2 separate regions of the Capra hircus genome follow, and region 1 is linked to region 2. Evidence: chromatin contacts called from public Hi-C data. All regions are on one chromosome and are shown on one strand. Each heading gives the region's core, a stretch centred on a gene start, on an enhancer-like site or on the middle of the called end of the contact. The rest is flanking DNA. Distances are from core to core; before and after follow the strand shown.

What was found. A called contact is a pair of places that touch in the nucleus more often than the background predicts.
Region 1: a Hi-C map of blood shows a contact between it and region 2, with 7 times the contacts expected there. The contact joins two enhancer-like sites. A contact is called at or near these places in 2 of 5 Hi-C or Micro-C datasets (both in blood).

Annotation. Positions count from the first base shown.
Region 1 is chr23:41,438,306-41,442,732 of ARS1.2, forward strand. No RefSeq gene overlaps it. Among named protein-coding and RNA genes, the nearest start is that of BRD2, 37 kb to the left of the region's middle. Within about 2 kb of position 2,801, at least 1 of the 5 cell types and tissues checked has an H3K27ac peak or open chromatin away from gene starts, as enhancers often do.
Region 2 is chr23:41,378,409-41,382,860 of ARS1.2, forward strand. No RefSeq gene overlaps it. Among named protein-coding and RNA genes, the nearest start is that of BRD2, 23 kb to the right of the region's middle. Within about 2 kb of position 1,258, at least 1 of the 5 cell types and tissues checked has an H3K27ac peak or open chromatin away from gene starts, as enhancers often do.

The DNA.
Region 1 (4,427 bases), core at 1,551-4,050, 61 kb after region 2:
TAAGAATGCACGTCTGCCAAAAAAGAAAAAAAAGAATACATGTCTGTGTGTGGGTGTCTATGTAGGAACATGGTAAGCAGAATCTGATGAGCTGCGGGAAGGGGTCAGAAGACAGTGTGTGGAATCTTCCTGGCTTGTCTCCATGGTGGTCTGTGTGGGTGCCTGGTGGGTGGGGTTGGGTCCCTTCCTCCCTGCATGGTTTCTGTCCTGATGGGGGCCTGGAGAACAGTGGGGATAGCACTGATCGTACAGCCTTCATATCCAAGGCAGGTGCTCAGGCATAAAAAAAGAAGAAAACAATTCCATTTGCAGCAACATGGATGGGCCTAGAGATTATTTTACTAAGTGAAGCAAGTCAGAAAGAGGAAGACAAATACCATGTGCTACCACTTATATGTGGAATCTAAAATAAGATACAAACGAATTTATCTATGAAACAGACTCACAGATACAGAGAATGGATGGATGGTTGCCAAGAGGTGGGCTTGGGAGAGGGACGGTTTGGGAGTTTGGGGTTGGCAGATACAAATTATTGTATATAGGATGGATAAACAACAAGGTCCTACTGTAGAGCCCAGGGAGCTATAGTCAGTATCCTGTGATAAATCATAATGGAAACAAATATAAAAAAGGAGGCATATATATAAACTCCGGGAGTTGGTGATGGACAGGGAGGCCTGGCGTGCTGCAGTCCATGGGGTTGCAAAGAGTCGGACACGACTGAGCGACTGACCTGAACTGATGTGTGTGTGTGTGTGTGTGTGTGTGTGTGTGTATGTGTATAACTGAATCACTTTGCTGTACAGAAGAAATTAACACAACATTGTCGAGCAACTATGATTCAATTGAAAAAAAAAAAGTGGGTGCTCAGGGTTTGTCTAATCAGTGAATTGATTTCCACTACGTCCATGCTTTCCCCAGAAAGATCCTTGTGATCAAGGCACCTCTTCTGGAAGGAGTTTCGCCAGAAAGTCAGGGAAATGGGAAAATGCTCCTGAGTTCAAAATGGCTCTTCTCTGAGCTGGGCCATGTAAGGTAGGAAGCAGTTGGGTGCTCTGTGCTGTGATTGGTGAGTGTAGGCTCAGAAACAAATCCCTACAAATTTTACCAATTTTATGTTTCAGTGAAAAAATGTTTTTATAGGGACTTCCCTGGCAGTGCAGTGGTTAAGACCCCAGGCTTCCACTTCAGGGGGCTTGGGTTCGATCCCTGGTCAGGGAACTAAGATCCCAAATGCTGTGCAGTGCAGCCAAAAAAAAAAAAAGGAAACAGTTTTTATGTAACATTTAATTAATTAGCCTGTATATCATGTAAATAATCTATCACCTCTCCCCAACTCTGAGCTTCCTTTAAGAACTTGCCATCTGAAGCCTTGCCATATCCTTTCATTTTCACTTTTCCATTCACTGTTCTTGCTTTTGTTTGCTTGACAAAGCTAATTCCTTCTGAAATTCTAGTCTAGCCTGGGGTGGGGCTTTGGTCTATGCTTGGTCATTTATGAAGGAGACGCTTACATTCGGAGGGTATGGGTGTGGTCTCAGCGGTGGAAATCAAGGGGGCAGGACCCCAGGGGAAGGAGGGAGAAGAGGCAGCTAATGAGTGCACCTCCAGTCTCCCTCGGGAGATCCCAGGCAAGCTTGCTCTGCCCTAATCTTACTGGGTTTTGTTTTATAGGGAAGGCTGTCCTCATTCAGATGGGGAGCTGAAAGAAAAATACCACGTAGATCTCCTGGGATCCAGCAAGCCAGATTACAAGGGGAGAGAAAGGAGGATGCGTGTGCTACACAGGCAAGCGAGTGGAGCCTGGGAGGAGGGCAGGATGATGGGTCACCTCCGGGACTGTGTGAGGAGAGTAAAATGCTGCATACAGCAAGTGCCAGAAAGGGGTGTGTGTGTGTGCCTGTGTGTGTGTGTGAGAGAGAGAGAGCTGGGCTTTTGCATTATATCTAATACAAGTGGCACAATGATTGGTTCTCTCCCTTCAATGTCTTCTTTGTTTTAAAAACTGAACTGGAAGCTGGGAATTGACTCTGAAGGTCATCTAGTCCAACTCTCAGAGCATAGCGGACATGTGTCTGTGTCCATGAGGGCAGACGCCAACGCTGTAGTCAAAGGTGTTGACCCCAAGTTTGAGGCTCTTTGGGCCCTTGAAGACGATGGGAATAAAACCAGATGCACCCCCCACCTGAAAAGAACACAACATTGTAAGCCAACTATGCACTAATGAAAATAAAAAAATGTAAAAGGAAAAAACGAGGGGAACACCAAGGATGTCCGGCAACCCCAGAAGCCGGAGAGAGGCAGGGAACAGATTTCTCCTTAAAATCTCCAGGGAGGACTAGTCCTCTCGGCAGCTTGATCGTGGACTTCTGGGCTTCTCAGCAGTGAGAGAATCAATTTCTGCTCCACCCCCCCTTTTTAAAGCGTCAAGTGCACCCCAGAAGGCTGTCTCCTCAGGGCCCCACGTTCCAGGCACTTTGCTTCCCTAGTGCACGTTCATGGGAAAGGAGCAGACAGGGATTGGTAGCTAATCTCACTGTTCATGTAGGAAAAATAATGTAGGGAAATTATTTTCAGATCATCTTCTCAAGTAATTCTGTTTCCGAAGTAAAATCAGATGGATCAGATGAGAAATGAGGGTGGAGTGGAACCTTGGTTGGAGTGCCTGCTATTCCCGGGAGTCCTCAAACTGCCCTAGGGCAGGGTCTGGGAGATTTCTTCTGGGTGTTGAAACCAAGCAGTGCCTGTGGGGCTTCCAGGCATGGAGGCCCTTCTTGTCTCCTGTTTCTTGTAGGCGAGACTCCAGCTTCCACAACCTACCCTGAGTTCCACTTCCAACAGCTGCTCATCACGGGAAGGGCAGCCAAGAAACAACCCGAGGCAAGATTAAAGGGACCTGAGGAGGTTAGGTCCTTATGATTACACAGTGGAAGTGAGAAATAGATTTAAGGGCCGAGATCTGATAGATAGAGTGCCTGATGAACTATGGAATGAGGTTTGTGACATTGTACAGGAGACAGGGGTCAAGACCATCCCCATGGAAAAGAAATGCAAAAAAGCAAAATGGCTGTCTGGGGAGGCCTTACAAATAGCTGCGAAAAGAAGAGAAGTGAAAAACAAAGGAGAAAAGGAAAGATATAAGCATCTGAATGCAGAGTTCCAAAGAATAGCAAGAAGAGATAAGAAAGCCTTTTTCAGCAATCAATGCAAAGAAATAGAGGAAAACAACAGAATGGGAAAGACTAGAGATCTCTTCAAGAAAATCAGAGATACCAAGGGAAAATTTCATGCAAAGATGGGCTGGATAAAGGACAGAAATGGTATGGACCTAACAGAAGTGGAAGATATTAAGAAGAGGTGGCAAGAATACACAGAAGAACTGTACAAAAATGATCTTCACAACCCAGATAATCACGATGGTGTGATCACTCATCTAGAGCCAGACATCCTGGAATGTGAAGTTAAGTGGGCCTTAGAAAGCATCACTACAAACAAAGCTAGTGGAGGTGATGGAATTCCAGTGGAGCTGTTTCAAATCCTGAAAGATGATGCTGTGAAAGTGCTGCACTCAATATGCCAGCAAATTTGGAAAACTCACAAGTGGCCACAAGACTGGAAAAGGTCAGTTTTCATTCCAATCCCAAAGAAAGGCAATGCCAGAGAATGCTCAAACTACTGCACAATTGCACTCATCTCACATGCTAGTAAAGTAATGCTCAAAATTCTCCAAGCCAGGCTTCAGCAATATGTGAACCGTGAACTTCCTGATGTTCAAGCTGGTTTTCAAAAAGGCAGAGGAACCAGAGATCAAATTGCCAACATCCGCTGGATCATGGAAAATGCAAGAGAGTTCCAGAAAAAAATCTATGTCATTTGACTGTGTGGATCACAATAAACTGTAGAAAATTCTGAAAGAGATGGGAATACCAGACGACCTGATCTGCCTCTTGAGAAATCTGTATGCAGGCCAGGAAGCAACAGTTAGAACTGGACATGGAACAACAGACTGGTTCCAAATAGGAAAAGGAGTACGTCAAGGCTGTATATTGTCACCCTGCTTATTTAACTTCTATGCAGAGTACATCATGAGAAACGCTGGGCTGGAAGAAACACAAGCTGGAATCAAGATTGCCGGGAGAAACATCAATAACCTCAGATATGCAGATGACGCCATCCTTATGGCAGAGAGTGAAGAGGAGCTAAAAAGCCTCTTGATGAAAGTGAAAGAGGAGAGTGAAAAAGTTGGCTTAAAGCTCAACATTCAGAAAACAAAGATCATGGCATCCAGTCCCATCACTTCATGGGAAATAGATGGGGAAACAGTGGAAACAGTGTCAGGCTTTATTTTTTGGGGCTCCCAAATCACTGCAGATGGTGATTGCAGCCATGAAATTAAAAGATGCTTACTCCTTGGAAGAAAAGTTATG
Region 2 (4,452 bases), core at 8-2,507:
GTATGTGTGTATGTGTGTATGTGAGAGAGTGTGTGTGTGTGAGTGTGAGTGTGTGTATGTGTGAGTGTGTGTGTGTGTGTGTGAGTGTGTGTGTGAGTGTGAGTGTGTGTATGTGTGAGTGTGTTTGTGTGAGTGTGTGAGTGTGTGTGAGTGTGTGAGTGTGTGTGTGTGAGTGTGTGTATGTGTGTGTGAGTGTGAGAGTGTGTGTGAGTGTGTGTGTGTGTGAGTGTGTGTATGTGTGTGTGTGAGTGTGTCGGGGTGGGGCATGTTGGACGGCACTTGTTCTATCTCAAATCAAGAATGTAGAACGGCAGGTCGTGGTGGCCAGGAACCCAGAACAGCCACCCCCGCTTCCCATCACAGAGCAGGAAGTTTCACTCGGATGGAGATACAGGGCTTTCTGACCACTTAGAACTATCATCCTGTTAGTAACTTTTCAGCTTTCGTTTCCCTGGGGTTACTTAGAGTTAGAAACATACAAGCAGGCTTAAAAAACCATTGTTTTGTTTGGTTGGTTGGTTTTAAGAAAGAGAAGAAAAGGATGAGAGAAAATATGAAACTGTCTCCTTTTTTTCTGTAGCAAAGTCTGGAAAGCAAAGTCTAGACAGGAAGACAGGAAATCATCATTTTGGGAGGAACTCAGTGTCTCTACAACCTGCCTTTCTGGGGAAGCCCATTGCAGAGGCAGAAGAGAAGAAAGTATTGGTGGCTAGCCAGTGTTGTGTTCTCATGGTCCCAGAAATTATAAGAGCAATGATTCTGTGAGTACGGCTGATAGCATTTTAGTAATTCTGGTTTTTCAAACGAACACCCAGCACAAAAATCTTATTACTGGAGACGTAAATCCCTTTTCTCCTCTAACTTCTAATCAAACATTAGCTTGCTGCTTCTGCTGCTGCTGCTAAGTCGCTTCAGTCATGTCCGATTCTGTGCGACCCCATAGACGGCAACCCACCGGGCTCCCCCGTCCCTGGGATTCTCCAGGCAAGAACACTGGAGTGGGTTGCCATTTCCTTCTCCAATGCGTGAAAGTGAAAAGTGACTTGACAAGAATAGCTCTGTCCTCATCTGGCAGACGCATATGAGAAATATTTTATTGCATATCAACATTTACTTGCTATACAAGGACACACAAATAATTGAAGTTTGGCAAGGACAGTGGGTTCCTCTTACTTTGACAAGAAGCTAGTCTTATCTTGGCCATCTTAGGTTGAGGTGAGGCCCCCCTGGGGGTGACCGGCCCGGTACCCCACCAGGGGAGGTCACTGTTGTGGAGAGGAGGGCGCAGGCACCAGGGAAGGAGTCGGCTGAAGGACCCCGGAGACAACGTGTCTAGCAGAAGGACACGGTGTACGGAACCAGGGGTTTAGGCCACGTTAACAGGCCTCTCTGAACCTGTTTTCTCTTCTACGAAGTGCGTATAATAGACTCTAACGACCAGGAGTCGAATGCTAGGCACATCATGAGATGGAGTATGTAAGGGATGAGCGCAGAACCTGGACAGTGGTCCAGCCTGGTGTCTACCAGGTCTGTCTCCTTCACTTCCGAGTGATGATCACATCTCCCATTCCTGACGTGATCACCCATCCCAGTTTGCCCAGAGGACTTTCTCAGTTTTATTGCTAAAAGTTCCATGTCCACCAAACTCCTCAACCCTGGGCAAACCCAGGAGGGTTGTCTACCCTACCTTTACCCCACCTTAATGATGAGCCCGTCCTGACGTCAGCTCCCCACCTGCCAGCCCTAAGGCAGGGCCGGGGAGACTGTCTGGGGATCTATGCTGGGGCACGGTGATGGATGCGGATACCAAGGTGGTCTCATCACCGTTATTATTTGTTTAATATTTGTATATTTGACTGCGCTGGGTCTTAATTGCAGCATGCGGGATCTTTAGTTGCCAAGTGCAAACTCTTAGTTGCTGAATGTGGGATCCAGCTCCCTGACCTGGGGTTGAACCCGGGCCCCCTGCATGGGCAGCTTGGAGTCTTAGGCACTGGACCACAAGGGAAGTTCCCTATGGTTTGTTCATGCTTCAAGTCTTTCCCCAGGCACTGGGCAGGTTAAAGATCTAAAGAATAAGACATAGTTCCTACTTCACAAAGGAGCTGTGGGAAACGTGTCCAAGGGGGCAAAATTAAGGGGGAAGGAAGCTAGGTGTGAAGTGAAAGAGGAAGTGGCCGTCTGTGCACCGAGAGAGCCCTCGAAGGCTGGTGGGAACAGCCACGTAGACACTGTGTGAGGAGCCGCAGAGCTCGACGCTGCTGCTGGGGTCTGTGAAGTGCGTGAAGGAGGGGCCTGGACGGGGCTGCAAGCTCAGCAGGGCCCCTTGGAAGGCGTGTGCAGATGGACGTGTCATGGGGGATGGACAGGCAGCGTTATGTTCACAGTGGAGGTGACGAGCTGTTTGTGGACATTGTGTAGGACTTGCTGATGGTGGAAAGAGCATCTTCTGGGCAGAGAGAACAGCTTGTGCCAAGATCCAGTGGCAGCAAAAAGCTGGGGAGAATCTGGGAAGGTCTCTCTTTGGCTGAGTTGAGCACAGGGTTCAGAGGAGGGTGGATGAGGGACATAAATTTCTGGATGTAGCAAGGGCTGGAGCGAGGCCTTGCAACGGAGTTTAAACCTTAGAGGTAATAAGCAACACGACTGGATTTCTTTCCTCAGCGATCTCCCTGGCAGCAGCAGGGCGGGCAGGTGGGGGCCCACTCGGGGTAGACTCAGCGGCAACAGGACTGAGACTGCAGACTAGAAAGAAGGGACTTCCCTGGTGGTCCAGCGGTCAGAACTCGGCACTCGCACTGCCAAGGGCCGAGATTCCGTCCTTGGTCCAGGAACTGAGATCCTGCAAACCATGGAGCCCCCCCCAAAAAGAAAAATAACTAGGAAAGAGAGAGTTGTGACAGTCCAGCAGGAGGAGCACCGAAAGGGGAGCAGTGACAGAGGGAGGCTCGGGAGGCCTCACTGGCTGAGCAGAGCAGGGAGGCGGCAGGCTGCTCACCAGGCTCCGTCTGGCTGGAGCGTCCCGGGGAGTGTAGCGCGTTAGGGACACTGACTCGGCTATTGACCTGCTGCGGGATTGCTACTCAATGGCTCTGAGCCTCAGTTTCCTCATTTGTAAAAGGCTGATACGTATCAATTTGTGGGATTATTGTGAGGACTTCATTTTATTTACGTATTTTTTAAAGACTGACTGTATAGTTGATGTACATGTTCTGTTAGTTCCTGCTGTACAGCAGAGTGAATCAGGTGCTCATATACATACATCCACTCTTTTCTAGACTGTTTTCCTATACAGGTCTTTACATTGATTAAAGTTGAGGACTTCATTTTTATTTTTAAATTTATTTTTTTTAATTGACGTATATAGTTGATTTACAGTGTTGTGTTACTTTCGGGAGGTGTACAGCAAAGGGATTCACTTATTACATGAATCTACTCTTCAAATTCTTTTCCCACTTAGGTTATTGCAGAATATTGAGCAGTTCCCCATGCTATATGGTAGGTCCTTGTTGGTTATCTCTGGCTATCTATTTTATTTGTTTTTAAATATTTATTTATTTTTGGCTGTGCTGGGTCTTCACTGCTGCATGTGGGCTTTCTCGTATTGCCGCGAGTGGGGGTACCCTAGTGACGGTGCGCAGGCTTCTCATTGCAGAGGTTTGTCTTGTTGGGGAGCACGGGCTCTAGAGCAGGCTCAGCGGTGTTGGGCACGGGCCTGGCTGCCCCTCGGCATGTGGGGTCTTTCTGGACCAGGGATTGAACAGGTGTCCCCCGTGTTGCAAAACAGATTCTTAACCACTGGACCACCAGGGAAGGCTGGTTACCCATTTTAAATATAACATATGTGTACCTGTCAATCCCAAACTCTGAATCTATCCCTTCCCCCCTCCCATCAGGACTTCATTTTAAAGGGATTTTAAGTGTCTGGCACATTAACAAGGGGCTTCTGTACAAAGTGCTTGTTGCATAAATGGGTAACTCACAGAGACACATTTGGGGAAAAGACAGGATCTTTTCTGGATGTGTGTAGAGTGCCAGGAGCCTACGGGACATTGCTATGAGGCTGTTGAAAAACAGACTTGGAACTCTGGAACAAGGTCTAGACAGAGATAGACTTTATGAGTGGGAGTTGCCTCCAGAGGAATGGAGGAAATTGCTTAGAAATACTGCACCAGTAAGAAGAGGGAAAGGGAAGTAACAGGGTGGGCAACAACATGTGGAAGCTGAAGCAGAGACTCTGGAGAAAACGACCAAGTAGGGCTGACTACCGAGGATGCGTGCTGAGAACCCGGGACCAGGGAGGCTGAGAGCTTGTAAAGGGAGACAAGGATCTCTGGGTCAGAAAAGAGAAGGCTCATCTTTCAAGAGCTGAAGTAGAGGAGGTGAGCAGGAAAGACGGACCTAAAGCTGGAAGGGTGGACACAAAAGTACCTAGCATGGAAATTCAGGAGG